5 separate regions of the Mus musculus genome follow, and regions 1, 3, 4 and 5 are each linked to region 2. Evidence: chromatin contacts called from public ChIA-PET, Hi-C, HiCAR-type and HiChIP or PLAC-seq data. All regions are on one chromosome and are shown on one strand. The core of a region is the stretch at or near the end of the contact, and the rest is flanking DNA. Distances in the headings are between cores, read along the strand shown.

Region 1 (2,700 bases), core at 192-2,691, 830 kb before region 2:
TCATGAAAACATTAAAAAGCCAGGCATAGTGACGCTTTCATAATCCCAGGACCTCAGAGGCTCAGGCAGGAGGACAGTCTCAAGTTCAAGGCCAGTCTGAGATGCAAAGTGAGACTTTGTCTCAGAAATAAAAAAAGAAAATGAAGAAGCAAGAGAAGTAAAGAGAATGGATGAGAAAGGGAACCGGGCCAGGCAGTGGTGGCGCACGCCTTTAATCCCAGCACTCGGGAGGCAGAGGCAGGCAGATTTCTGTGTTCAAGGCCAGCCTGGTCTACAGAGTGAGTTTCAGGACAGCCAGGGCTACACTGAAAAACCCTGTCTTGAAGAGAGAGAGAGAGAGAGAGAACCAGGAAGGCGTCTAAAGCCTCTTTGAGGCCAGAGCAGTCCCATATCATTAGGGCTGTAAAGCCCCTTCAACACTACAATCTGGGAACTACATAGAATTTTTGAGAAAGAGATGCTCTAGACAATTTGGATCCCCTTTGTCGAGAAATAACTTCCTTAGACATAGGCATGATCTTCAGAATGTATGAGTACCCATGAAAAGGTGGGACTCTCCTATAAATGCCACCCAAATTACGGGACCTTCAAGCAATAAGGAATCGTTTTTGTTACTAGGCACGCAGAAGATACAAAAGGGGAAAAAATCTACATCACCTGCCGAAATGAAGATGTCCCTGAAATAACCAGAGATCCTTCAAGAGGGCACCTCAAAAAAAAAAAAAAAAAAGGCTATCTCCCTTGGAGAAGACATGCATGCCATCTTCCAGAGATCGAATATCTTTAAGGAGCCTCAAGAAATATGAGCTGTCCTCAAGGACTGGCACGAAAAGAAGATGAACCCACAGAATAAAGGTCTGCAGGGAAACTGAATCTGTCAGGCTATTAGACAAGAGCTGAAAAGCCATCCCCTCCCCCATCGCATCCTCACCACCCACCCAACATCAGAGCAAGCAAGGACTAAACCTTAAGGGATCACCAACCCGGGTCAGGAGACTTGTAGGGATGGGGTGTGGGGGCCGGGTGCCAGCCAGGCCTCACCTGCAAGGCCGTCTTGCCAAAGCGGTTCAGGGCGTCAGGATGCACCAGCTCCCGGTGAAGAAGGCGGCGGACCTCTTGCACGTCGCCACGGGCCGCTGCGCCACTCAACCGGTCGCCGACGCAGACTTCTTCCAGAAGCATAGTGGATACCGGTGGACTGTGAAACCCACCCAGCCCCAAGCCCAGTTAAGGTCAGGGCTGGGGAACCAGCAAGAGCTGGATCAGAACTCTAGGGACTGCGGTGCCACCAGGGCCAACTCTATGATCATTTGCCGGCCTCAGAGCCTGCGCCCTCCGCCCGTACGACCCCAGCGCTCGCAGCTAGCTCCTCCCCCTGTCACCGAGAGAGGCAGCGGGGAACCCCGCCCAGCCCTTCGGCGCCCGCCCCTTGGGCCGGGTCTCCCCAGACTCACCCTCCCTCCTTTCCTTGCGCGGGCGGGGTCTGCTCTGAGCCGGCACTGTACTGGCCGCCAGAGTCAGCCGCTAGTGGGCGAGGCAAGCCCGCCCCAGGCCCCGCCCAGAGCGCCCTTGTTTTCTTACAAACTCGCAACAGAGTAGCGAGAGCCACTTTGCCCAGAGCCCGACCTCCATTAGTCCCGCCTGCTGGGAATAACAGCCAATCAGCACGCGTTGCTGGGGAGGTTTGTCTCTCCCGTAGCAGTGGCGTGGCTCCTGATTGGTCAGCGTGCAGCGACCAGTGGAGCTGCCCGCCACAGCAGGAATTTTGGTTTTTCAAAACCGGCGGGCGGGCGGGAAAGAGGAGGAGGTTTAACTGACCCCAGCGGAGAGGCTGGAGACAGGCTGGCGCGGGCCCATCTTGGATCTTTAGCGCCTCCGGGAGGAAGGGAGGCAGGACTGGAAACTCCTATAACTGGAACATTTTAGTCATTCACGGACCGCGGAAATGCTAATAAGCAAGCTCTTACTGTGAAACTCGGAGCTTAGTTCATTCATTCGACTGCTGGGTTAAAGGAACGGCTTCTGAGTGGTAAAGCGCGGTGCCTTCTAACATTTTTGTTTGGTTGGCTGGTTTTGGTTTTTTCGAGACAGGGTTTCTCTGTGTATCCCCGGCTGTCCTGGAACTCACTCTGTAGACCAGGCTGGCCTCGAACTCAAAAATCCGCCTGCCTCTGCCTCCCAAATGCTGGGATTAAAGGCCACCACCGCCCGACTTTTGTTTGTTTTTATGTTTCTGCGGCAGGGTCTCTCTGTGTAGCCTTGGCTGGCCTGAAACTTATTTGATCTGTTTGAACTCAAAATCCACCTGCCTCCTCTGCCATTCGTGCTGGGATTAAAGGAATGGGCTACCAAGATGGTCTCCTTTAATTTATTTACTTATTTATTTATTTATTTATTTATTTATTTATTTATTTATAGAACCTGAAAGATGGATCAATGCTTTTGTAGAAGATTTAGGATTCAATATCAGCAACCATGTGACAGTTTAGCCATCAGTAACTCCAGCTTCAGAGATCCAACACCCTCTTCTGACCTATACCAACATGGTGCACATATAGACAATCAAATAGCCACATATTGTAATAATTCTCTTTTAGATTTTTCTACGTTTTTCAAGATAGGGTCTTAGTATGTAATTCTGGCTGTCCTAGAACTCCCTATGTAGGCCAGACTGTTCTTCACCTGCCTGCCTTTGCCTCC
Region 2 (2,700 bases), core at 72-2,571:
CAGACACAAAAGATAAAAATAAATAAATCTTTAATATATCTGTACTAATAGTTACAGATGACAGGCTCCTGAGAAAACTTGTAACTGGATGAATCCTATTTCTACGAGGCTATTAGAGCGAAATACAAATCTCTGAGCTGGGGCTACTTTGGGTGAAAGAGATCAGGAAAGACCTTCTCTTCTGGAGTCATTCCAGATGACAAAAGGCAGCTTTGATGACAAGACAGCCAGGAAGAGTCTGAGCCAGATGAAGGGTTTTCTCGTCGTTTTACTTCAGAACGAATGGCTGAAGCTCCCGGAGCAACGGAGACAAAAGTGTGAGACACACAAAAGGAAAGGCCAAACCCTCACGGTGAAGCGTTGCCTGGTGCCGAGCCCAGCTGTCAACTGTCTAGGTGGATGTGTTTGCATCCCCTCCCATCTGGCCCTGGCAACCAGCTAGCTACAACGGAATCGCAGGCGGGGCAGGCGGGGCATCTTAGTCGATCCTGTCTCAGCTGCTATGGGCACTGCTGCCAAGCCAGAAAAGCTGAATTTGGAACCCTAACCCACGTAAAGGTGGAAAGCGAGGATGTATTTCCCAAGTTGTCCATTAACTTCTGTACACATTCTACTACACATATAGGGAAAAATGTAGGACAAAAGATTTCTAACACTTTCAAAATAGGGCAAGGGAGATGGCTTGGCAGGTGAAGTTGTTGGCTGCCTCTCTCTCTCTCTCTCTCTCTCTCTCTCCCGCGCGCGCACACACACACAGCATCCAAAACAAACTCACGATCACCTTAAAACTCCTCAAAGCTCCTCCGGCGTCTGCCACCCTGCCCATCAATCTCTGAGGAAGGATTTCACTTGGTCACTGCTGTATCCCCAGGACGCACAGTGCTTGGTATACCTTAGGCACTTAATAACTACTTGTTGAACAAATCAGTGAATTGCCCGGAATCTGTCTCTGTGGGGCCCCAGAATCCCACCGGCAAACCGCAGCCTGCGAACGAGCCATGGTGTCCCGAGGCGACCGGGACGGCGGGAAGGGATCTGGGCAGAGCGACGGCGTCCGCCTCACCCAGGTTTCGGTGGCGCCGCCCGCTCGCCCAGCTGCAGGGATCCAGGGGTCAGGCTCCCCACGAGGCCGTCCTCAAAGCCATGCCCCGGCCTCAGCTCTACGCCCTGCGGGTGATCTAGAGAAGAGCGCCGGTCCGCCCGGCCCAACGCCCGCCCGCGAGACCCTACACTTACTTGTACCAGCCCTGCCTCTCAGCCAAGGCCGCTTCACCCAGGAGACGCTAACTTCCGGCCCCTAACGGAAACGGAAATATCGCTTTGGGTTTCCCGCCCACTCCTTAACCAATTAAATGCGCGTGTAGACCCCGCCTCCAACTACCTGGCTCCGCGCAATTGTTACAGCGCATGCGCCACAGTCCTGCTCAATCACAAGCAAAATCCTAGGGGTGTTCGTGATCGCGAGGAGCGGTGGCTCCACCTGTACTCATCCTGGTTAAGGTCCTCACCTGTAATCATCTTCCTGGATTCGTCTCACTTGTCTTACCTCCTTGAAACCCTAGATTTTCCCTACCCTCCATGCTCACTCCAATATCCTAGCCCTAGAAGAGACGAGTTGGGAGAGGGAGGGGATCAGCGGGATTGTGAGACAGGAGAACGGGTAAGGGGGTTTAATGGTCAAAATACATTGTACTAGTCAGAGTTCTCTACAGTCACAGAACTTATGGAATGTCTCTATATTGAGGGGATTTATTGTGATGACTTAACAGTCTGTAGTCCAACTACCCGAACGATGGTCAGCTGTGAATGGGAAGTCCAAGAATCTAGTAGTTCGTCGCTCAGTCCCACGAGGCCAGTTGGTTTAGCTGGTAAAGAAATAGAAATAGGTTCCAACAGACGTACTGGCAAGTAAATGCAAGCAGGCGAAGAAAAGTGAGCCTTCCTTCTTCCAGGGTCCTTATATGGGCCTCCAGCACGCTTGTCAGGTAAGCTTGAAGACAGGAGCTTGAATCCCTAGCATCTACAGAAAAGCCAGGTAGGCTTGGTTACCCGCCTGTAATCCAAGCCTGCAGGAGACAGGATCCCCAGGGCACGGTGACTAGCCAGATGAGGTGAGTTCTGGGTTCAAGAGACACTGCGTTACATCAATATGTAAGATGGAGAGATGTGAGGGTCTGGCTTTCACATGCAGACCCTCACAAATATACCTGCTGAGTACATACTTCTTTTCTTAATTAAAGGCTCTGACCAGCAAGATGGCTCAGCGGGTAAAGGCAATTCTTAACACACACACACACACACACACACACACACACACACACACACGGAAAGTGCTTAGCTGTGTCACACGTTGTTACGCATGCTTTAAAGAGAATGCCCTATAGGGGGCAGTGCCATCCTTGGAACTGCCTTTTCTGAAGACCATTTCTGGTTGGCAGCATCTACTCACACAGGAGTGTAGTGGTTCAGGACTTAAATCCCAGTACTCAGAAGGCAGAAACAAGATCTGTGCTAGTTCTTAACCAGCCTGGGCTAATGTGAATAATTCAAAGCTAACCTTGGCAACAGTGGGAGGCTCACAAAAACAAAACAAAACCACAAATGCACGTGGGATAAGTCTATGCATGTTACCCTGTAGCTTGCCGACTTGATGAAATATCTTGCCTGCAGCGTGAGAGAAGACGAGTTTCTTCTGGCTCA
Region 3 (2,700 bases), core at 167-2,666, 520 kb before region 2:
TGGTGCCTCCCTCAACTAAACACGAGTTTTGCTCTTCATGCATGACTGCCCATTTCAGGGCCTGGTACAGTCCCATGTTTAAGTAAATACTACATTGATTCAAACATAAACCCCCATTTACCATATAGGTCGGGACGGTTTCTAAGATGGTGCCGCACAAAGTTGTGGCCAGGATGGGGCAGCAGGGAGCCTTTGATCCTGTCCAAGACCTGGAAAGCAAAGCCCAGGGTCTAGAATGAGAATCCTGGTGTTCTGAGAGGTGTCAGCACATCCTACTGAACAAGCTCGAACATGTCACCACTGTGAAGGTGGATTTCAGGCCTGTCACCTTGCTTTCAGCTTCTTGCAGCCTCTCCTCTCAAAGTAAGGACAGTCCCTAAGTTCTGGATGGTCTTGCAACTACATCTCCAGGATGTACCCTCTCACTGGACCTGGTCTATCATTAGAGGTTGGCTTGACTGGGAAACATTCTGGCTTTAAGTCACACACCTATCCACGCCTACTTTGTAACCTAGCTTTTGCCTTCCAGCCCCACCATACCCATTCAGTCCTCAAGTATAGTGGCTGGACTCCAAGCAACTCCAAGTGCCTTACCTGGGAGGTATCCACATCAAAAAAGCTCTGATAGTAGTCAAATGTCCAGAATCTGGGCTGTGGTTTTTCTTCCTGTAGAAGCTATAAGACAAAAGACTCAGAACTTGCCTGCTCAGCCAGGGTAAGAACAGAGGCAGATCATCGGGGCCTAGGAGACTCACTGATGTCTTGTCATCCTCTTCCTCCCCTACTTCAGCTCCATAGCCAATGCCTGAACCCACAACCACAGCCACGTGCTCTCGGGAGGTCAGCTCATCACTTTGGCTAGTAGTAGCTGCATCTGGGGTCTCTGCCAGAAGATTTGTGGCTTCCTCGAACTCTACGGAGAGGGAATATGGGCATAGGTGTTTGGAATCTGAAAATTCCTTTCATCAACTGGGGCTATGGCTGCCTTACCGCCGTCCCCTAAGGGCTGAGTTTCTTCAGTTTTGATGCATGGATAGGTCTGTCTACTAAGATGGGATTCAATTTAGGTCCTGTGCAGAATTGGACGCTGTGATGTGCCTTTTGAGTTCATGGAAGAAGCAGGAATTGAGTGCAAGATAAACCTGAGGTCTGGGTCCCAGCTGCCTGGGGTTCTAGCTTAGGACTGAGGTAGGAGCTCTGACCACTTCCGGGCTCCACTCACCGTGGAAGGCCAGTTCGTCAGCTGCTGCCATGACTCTTTAGAGGCGTCACCGCATCGCACTCTGTGGACAGAACCGCATCAATCCCACAGCCCTCCCCAAGACTGATGCTTCCGTCTGGACTCCTGCATGGAGCCTAATACACGGAATGGAACTTCAGCTCCAAGCTGGGTCCCTTCAGATGCACCCCACCTTCCTCACCTGAGCCTACCTAAGCTGGCGTGGCTATTGCTCTATGCGCGTGCGCGCCGCTCGACTTCCCTTCAGAGCCCACCCTTCTCCACACAACGGCAACATCCGTTTAGGTCCGTTTCCTATTGTCTTCCTGTGGGAAACTACTTCCTGTATCTTGCGCTTGCGCAGGATCTACTCTCCGGCCTTTTTCATTCCGACACTATGCGTTTCTACTCGGCTGAGGAACCGCAGGGAGACGATGGTGACAGCGGCTCTTAAGAGATTCTGGTCCGGTGGGCACGGTGAAGCGGGAGGAGAGGCCGGTGGTGCCACGACGGTGGCGGTTAAGCCAGGGCTGTGGACGCGACTGAGTGAGTAGTGGCAGAAGGCTGCAGGGTGGGTGGCTCGAGTGGTCGAGTCCTTGTCACCGCAGCTCTTTTTTCCCCTCAGGCACCTGGGCCGGCGCGCTGCTCCGGGACTACGCTGAGGCGTGCGGGGACGCGGCGGCTGCGGCGCGAGCTCGACCGGGCCGCGCGGCCCTGTACGTGGGGCTTCTGGGCGGCGCGGCTGCGTGCTGCGCGCTGGCGCCCAGTGAGGCGGCCTTCGAGGAGGCCTTGCTGGACGCATCGGGGTCACTGTTGCTCTTGGCACCGGCCACGCGCAACCGCCACTCGGAGGCGTTCCTGCAGCGCCTGCTGTGGCTGAGGGGCCGTGGGCGGCTGCGTCACGTGAACCTGGGCTTTTGCTCGCTGGTTTACGAAGCGCCCTTCGACGCCCAGGCCAGCCTCTACCAGGCCCGCTGCCGCTACCTGCAGCCACGCTGGGTGGACTTCCCCGGCCGGATCCTCGACGTGGGTTTCGTTGGCCGCTGGTGGATTCTGCAGAATCGCATGCATGATTGCGACATCAACGACGACGAGTTTCTCCATCTGCCCGCTCATCTCCGCGTCGTCGCGCCTCACCAGCTGCACTCAGAGGCCAATGAGAGGCTGTTCGAGGAGAAGTACAAGCCGATCATACTCACCGACGATCAGGTGGATCAGGCGCTGTGGGAGGAGCAGGTGTTACAGAAGGAGAGAAAGGATCGGCTAGCTTTGAGCGAGGCTGATTCACTGGTTCAGTCCGATGTTTCCAGATGAAACCCAGGATTGCCCCCGGGTCACCAGGCGCAGGCAAACTGTTGGCTGTGGATGGTGCAATTGGTGAGATGGGTAGAGATAAATGGCCCTTATTGTGATTTTATGGGAAGTCCTCACTCTGTCCGGTTAGCCGAAGAAACTTGGGGGCCTTACTGGTCTTAGAGATA
Region 4 (2,700 bases), core at 70-2,569, 570 kb before region 2:
GGGAAAGGGTTGAGTCTTTTGTGAGTCTTGCGGAGGCCCAGGAGGGGGTACGTAAATTAGAGTTCTAAGAGGCCCAGCAAAAGTGAACAAGTGACTGGCCACTGTGAGTTCACTGGGGGACCTGAGAGTTAACTAGTGAAAAGGAGAGGTCCTAGTGGAGAAGCTAAAGAATTAAAGTTACTGCCTTGAAGTTCTTTGTGAAGGCCAAGCTCTGGAGCGCGGCTTGAAAAGCCTTTATCCCAGAGCAGCATGGGAAGGGGCCCCAGCTGGGTGCGAGCCTGCAAACCAGAGCACACCTATCACAGGGCCTTTTCTTACCAGTGGGACGGGATCAAGGCGGAGCTTACCTGGGAACGTACAGGGCGGAACCTTAACTTGGGGGCGTGGCCGAATCACCTGGGTTTGGAAACGGTTCTTGTCTTTCCTCAAGCTCAGGAGAGGTTGTTTGCAGGACACTGGCCCGGAGGGGCCCGAACTCTCCGAGGGAGGGTTTCGTGGATCAGAACACCGTCCCTTGACAAAAAGATGCAGAGCACCGTCTGCATTCTGCTAGTAACCGTCCCTCCTGGGGGCGGAGCCAGCCCTCCTCCGGGTGTATAAAGTAGCTGAGCGCCTCCTTCTGACAAACGCCTCACCCCCAAGAGTACTGGGGGAGTACGCAGCACGCCAGCCTAGGGGCGGAGCTCAGCCCTGGAGGAGGCGTTTCTTCTTAGTTCTCCGACTCACGCCTCTCCACTTTTCTTGAGCTATGCTCACAGTGGCACAAAGCATGGTGGTTCGCTCGCTGCCGGCCTGTGGGTGGGTCTGGCCCCAGAGGCGTGTCCGAGCGGCCAAGCATTGCCTCCTGAAACGCCCTGTGGTACAAAGGGCTGTGGATCACCGTGGATCACCGGTCGCCGGCCCGGAGCGGGGGGTGGGGCCGCCTGATCATTCCGGGGGCGTGCCGGGAAGGCTAAGCACCGCCTCCCGACGCATGCCCTGCCCATCTCTCCAGAGCTGTGCGCGGTGGCACAAAGCGCCTCGGTTCGCACAACGCTGCCTCGGGGCGGGGCTTAGCATCCCTGGGGGCGTGTCATACTGCGGGGCACCGCCTCCCAACGTAGGCGCCTTCACCCGGCCTGCCCGGGAGGCTCAGCCACCTCACAAAGCAGCGACCGTTCCCGCGGGGTGGGGCCGGCCCCACCCCCGTCGTGCTTGCGCTCGCCCGGCTCCCTCAGGCGCCAGGAGGGGGCGCTGCGCCACCGAGCCGGCCCGTGGCGGCGGCGGCGGCGGCGAGGCGTCGCGTGGCCGGCAGGCGGCGCGCTGCCAGCCTCGGCCTCGGCCTCGGCCTGCGCGGCGGCGGCAGCGGCGGCGGCGGCGGCGGCGGCGGCCTGGGCCCGGGTGCGGCGGTGGCGGTGGCCGTGGTGGCAGCGGGGCCTGGAGCCGGACCTAAGATGGCAGCGGCGGCAGCGACGGCGGTGGGGCCGGGTGCGGGGAGCGCTGGGGTGGCGGGCCCGGGCGGCGCGGGGCCCTGCGCTACAGTGTCTGTGTTCCCGGGCGCCCGCCTCCTCACTATCGGCGACGCGAACGGCGAGATCCAGCGGCACGCGGAGCAGCAGGCGCTGCGCCTTGAGGTGCGCGCCGGACCAGACGCGGCGGGCATCGCCCTCTACAGCCGTGAGTGCTGGGGACACCCTGGGGACGGCGGCGCACGAGGCCGGCGGCGCGGGCGCCCGGGGAGGGGGCAGGCGGCGGAGGGTTGGGGGGGGGGGGGGACTCGGGCCGAGCTTGTACACGCGGCTCCTGCTGCCCGCGGGCGAGATAGCAGAGAGGGTGTGCGTGGGGACCTTGGAGCCCGAAGAGGGGCGCGGGAAATAAGAGTCGCGGGCCTGAGATTTGCAGCGGGTGGGGTAGGGGGGCGCGTGGCAGGAAGTGGGGCCCCGAGGATTCTGGGGGGATTGTAGAGGGGACTGGAGAGAGGGAGTGATTGGGAGGGCTCTTGAGCGGGTGTGGTTTGTGGATCTCATCTCAGGGGACATCCTCCTCACACACGGACATTTGAAAAGTGGTTTTCAGTGTGTAACACCGGGAAGACTGGGTGCCGCCCTTGTGGAGGACTTGGGATTCGGGATCCCCCACCCACACACCCACCAGGGTGGGTAAACTTTGGGACTTAGGACAGAGCCCTTCCTGATAGAGATTCCCAAGCCCATCCCCCATGGAAACGTGGAAGAGGGGAAGGCCGGCTGGCTGATGGCCGGCTTTAGAAGTCAAGAGGTAACAAGCCACCTCCCTCGCCACGCGCCTCCTGTCTTTTTTAAGAACGTGAGAAGCTGGTGACATTATCAGAAGCTGCTTCAAAAACTGACATTTCAGTGGGGAAAACAAGGGGGGGGATCACTAGTGTGTTTTCGAAGTGCACCCCCCCCCCCAGCTTTGTAGTTCCACCTTTCATTCTTCCTTGCTCTTGCTACTCTTTCTTCTGACGGATTCCTCAGATGGATTTGCTCTTGTGTTTCACTGGTCTTTGTCTCCCAGGATTTCGTTCACTGATGCTCTTAAGGGGCCACCAAGGAAGATGGGATCGATTTTAACCTGTGGGAATTTTTTTCTACTCCTTGGTAATGGGGTGTTGTTGGAAAGGGAAATGTGTGTAGCAGTCTGTTCAGACTGATTCTCCTCTCTTTGCCTTGACTTTGAAACACACAGGAGAAAGAAGTG
Region 5 (2,700 bases), core at 37-2,536, 970 kb before region 2:
TAAGAGTCTACAGGAGGTGAGAATAAGGAGAGCCACTGGAACTGAATGATGGGCAAGAGTGGAGATGGAGGTCAAATACAGAGGATAAGGGGGCTCTACAGGTATGTCCCATGTGGGACTCAAGTCTATAACCCAGGGAAAGGGATCCTGGACTGGGGAATCCCAGCTGCAAGCTAAGATTGACAGTTAAATTAAGGGCTCATTTAGTTTGGAAGTTGGGGGGGGAGGGGGTCGTCTCTGGGCCTTTAATAGAAATTCATGCCTAAGATCCTGGGAAATAGATGCCATAGTCAGAAGTTTTGTGGCTCCAGACTCTAAGTAGTGAGGAGAGGCAGAAGGGAGACGTGCAATATGAAGTGGGTGCGTGGCTGGGCTATGAGATCACCTAACAGAACCTGGGGTCCAGACTCTGAGGAAGAACAGAAGGTTCTGCACAGGATAGTGGGGACCCTACACACAAGGGTCAGCTTGGGGATGGGGAGAGGCAAGACTCTGACTAAAGTATTACCAACTGATAAAATGGCTCAGAGTGTAAAGGTGCTTGTGGCAACGTGGGGCGACTGGAGTTCCACAGCCAGTTCCAACATGGTGAAAAGAGAGGCCCAACTTCTACAAGTTATCCTGTGATCACCATAGGCATGCTGTGCCACGTGCACACGGGAACACACACAATAAATAAACTTACAAACAGAAGAGAACCATAGCACAGAGAGAACGCCTGGAGATACAGGTCAAGAATTACGGTGAAGAAGCCAGGAGTCCTGGGATGGAATTAAAAAGTCCGGCCCTGCATGAAGGCACATGTCTCTAATCCCAGTACTGGGAAGGCAGAGGCAGGAGGATCACTGTGAGTTAGAAACCAGCCTGTTCTACACAGCAAGTTCTAGGCCAGGGAAGGTTACACAGTGAAATTTTGTTTCAAAAAAAAAAAAAAAGAAAAAGAAAAGAAAAGAAAGAGAAAAGTCTAGATTGTGGAGCAGGCGGCTCCAGATGTCAATAACTAAGGTCTCCCCCGCCCCCACGCCAGGTGGCCTGGGGAAGAGGTCAGAACTCTAGAGCGGGGGGTCCCGGGAGTGGGGGGGAAGGGGATGAGCGCGCACAGCCCCACCTGGTGCCGCCAGCGGAAGAGGCTGGCAGTGTCTATGTTGGGGTGCGTCTCGTCCTCATCGTCCGACACCTCGATGTGATCCCAAACGCTGTAGTCCACCATCTTCGCTTCGGAGGCCCGGACTGGCTCCCGGGGCTCCACACGGCCGGGCGCTGAACAGGGACCCACAAGGGCTAGAGAGTCCGCTCGGCGAGCCCCGCCCCTTCCGCTTCCGCCCAGGGCGCCGCGCAGGACGGCCCCGCCCCAGCGTCGGCGCGGGACGTTACGTCCTTAGCAACGGGAGTCGGCGGCATTGGCAACCGGAGGTCTTCTTTAAAGGGCCAGGAGTATGTGGTGAGGCCTTCTGGAAGTTCCCGCCGAAACCAGACTGACCATCCTTTAGAAACAAAAGGTTAGTCGCGTTGGGCGTGGTGGCCCACGGTAATCCAAGTACGCTAGAGGCAAAAGCAGGTGGCTCTCCAGGAGTTCTAGTCCAGCCAGGGCTACATATTGACACTGTCAAAAAGTCAAAATTGGCTGGGCGGTAGTGGCGCTATGCCAGTACTCCGGAGGCAGAGGCCGGCGGATCGAGGCCAGCCTAGCCTACAGAGTAATTTTAGGGACGGTCAGGGTTGTTATACAAACAACACTCTAAAAAAAAAAAGTCAACATTGCATACACTAGCAAGATTTTATCGAAAGGACCCAGATGTAGCTGTCTCTTGTGAGACTATGCCGGGGCCTAGCAAACACAGAAGTGGATGCTCACAGCCAGCTAATGGATGGATCACAGGGCTCCCAATAGAGGAGCTAGAGAAAGTACCCAAGGAGCTAAAGGGATCTGCAACCCTATAGGTGGAACAACATTATGAACTAACCAGTACCCCGGAGCTCTTGATTCTAGCTGCATATGTATCAAAAGATGGCCTAGTCGGCCATCACTGGAAAGAGAGGCCCATTGGACACGCAAACTTTATATGCCCCAGTACAGGGGAACGCCAGGGCCAAAAAGGGGGAGTGGGTGGGTAGGGGAGTGGGGGTGGGTGGGTATGGGGGACTTTTGGTATAGCATTGGAAATGTAAATGAGCTAAATACCTAATAAAAAATGGAAAAAAAAAAGTCAAAATTGAGGCTGGAAAGTTGGCTCAATAGTTTGGAGACTGGCTGGTCTTCCAGAGCACCCGGATTCTGTTCCCAACACCTACATGGCCACTCACACCCATCTGTAAGTCCAACCCAGGATATATATATTATGTCCCCATTTGGCCTTTGACTACACCAGGCATGCATGTGGTGGACAGATATACTTGCAGACAAAACATTAATATACAATTTGTTTTTTTTAATCATGTTTGCCCTTAATTCCCACCCCACCCCCACCCCCACCAGAGTCTCACTGTATATAAGACAGCTCTGGCTGTCTTGGAATTCACTATGTAGACCAGGCTGACTTCAAACTAACAGATCTTTCTACCTCTTCTCCCCAGTGCTGGGGCTAAAGGTGTGCCCCACTACACCAGATCTGCCCTTAAATTTTAAAAAATATTTATTTGTTTGTTTGTTTGTTTGTTTGTTTTGAGACAGAATTACTCTGTGTAGCCTTGGCTGTCCTG

The links. A called contact is a pair of places that touch in the nucleus more often than the background predicts. ChIA-PET counts read pairs in DNA pulled down with a chosen protein or histone mark. HiCAR-type assays count read pairs that join an accessible place to other places. HiChIP or PLAC-seq counts read pairs in DNA pulled down with a chosen protein or histone mark.
Region 1: a contact with region 2 is called in a Hi-C map of B cells, with 8 read pairs. The contact joins the promoter of Cdkn2d here to the promoter of Elof1 in region 2. A contact is called at or near these places in 1 of 484 Hi-C or Micro-C datasets (B cells) and 2 of 115 datasets of contacts at active chromatin or transcription factors (embryonic stem cells and microglia).
Region 3: a HiCAR-type map of astrocytes shows a contact between it and region 2, with 2.6 times the contacts expected there. The contact joins the promoter of Timm29 here to the promoter of Elof1 in region 2. A contact is called at or near these places in 2 of 39 promoter capture datasets (hippocampal neurons and liver), 1 of 484 Hi-C or Micro-C datasets (embryonic stem cells), 3 of 115 datasets of contacts at active chromatin or transcription factors (astrocytes, forebrain and microglia) and 2 of 9 other capture datasets (adipose tissue and liver).
Region 4: a contact with region 2 is called in an RNA polymerase II ChIA-PET map of memory CD8 T cells, with 27 read pairs. The contact joins the promoter of Carm1 here to the promoter of Elof1 in region 2. A contact is called at or near these places in 1 of 39 promoter capture datasets (embryonic stem cells) and 4 of 115 datasets of contacts at active chromatin or transcription factors (T-cell acute lymphoblastic leukemia, embryonic stem cells and memory CD8 T cells).
Region 5: a FOXA1 HiChIP or PLAC-seq map of pancreatic cancer cells shows a contact between it and region 2. The contact joins the promoter of Cdc37 here to the promoter of Elof1 in region 2. A contact is called at or near these places in 1 of 39 promoter capture datasets (liver) and 1 of 115 datasets of contacts at active chromatin or transcription factors (pancreatic cancer cells).

The regions. Positions count from the first base shown.
Region 1 is chr9:21,289,768-21,292,467 of GRCm38.p6, forward strand. Cdkn2d (cyclin dependent kinase inhibitor 2D) reads right to left here and starts at 1,442. Exons shown (of 2, transcript NM_009878.3): 1 at 1,042-1,442. The coding sequence starts at 1,182.
Region 2 is chr9:22,115,874-22,118,573 of GRCm38.p6, forward strand. Elof1 (ELF1 homolog, elongation factor 1) reads right to left here and starts at 1,322. Exons shown (of 3, transcript NM_001357311.1): 1 at 1,237-1,322.
Region 3 is chr9:21,591,306-21,594,005 of GRCm38.p6, forward strand. Timm29 (translocase of inner mitochondrial membrane 29) reads left to right here and starts at 1,417. Exons shown (of 2, transcript NM_178619.4): 1 at 1,417-1,765; 2 at 1,845-2,700. The coding sequence starts at 1,654. The coding sequence ends at 2,533. Yipf2 (Yip1 domain family, member 2) reads right to left here and starts at 1,526. Exons shown (of 8, transcript NM_138303.2): 1 at 1,223-1,526; 2 at 756-913; 3 at 595-675; 4 at 122-209. The coding sequence starts at 1,253.
Region 4 is chr9:21,545,575-21,548,274 of GRCm38.p6, forward strand. Carm1 (coactivator-associated arginine methyltransferase 1) reads left to right here and starts at 1,320. Exons shown (of 16, transcript NM_021531.6): 1 at 1,320-1,656. The coding sequence starts at 1,434.
Region 5 is chr9:21,148,648-21,151,347 of GRCm38.p6, forward strand. It overlaps Cdc37 (cell division cycle 37), which reads right to left and starts at 1,287. Exons shown (of 8, transcript NM_001378796.1): 1 at 1,109-1,287. The coding sequence starts at 1,210. It overlaps Gm35977 (a long non-coding RNA gene), which reads left to right and starts at 1,321. Exons shown (of 4, transcript XR_870568.3): 1 at 1,321-1,499.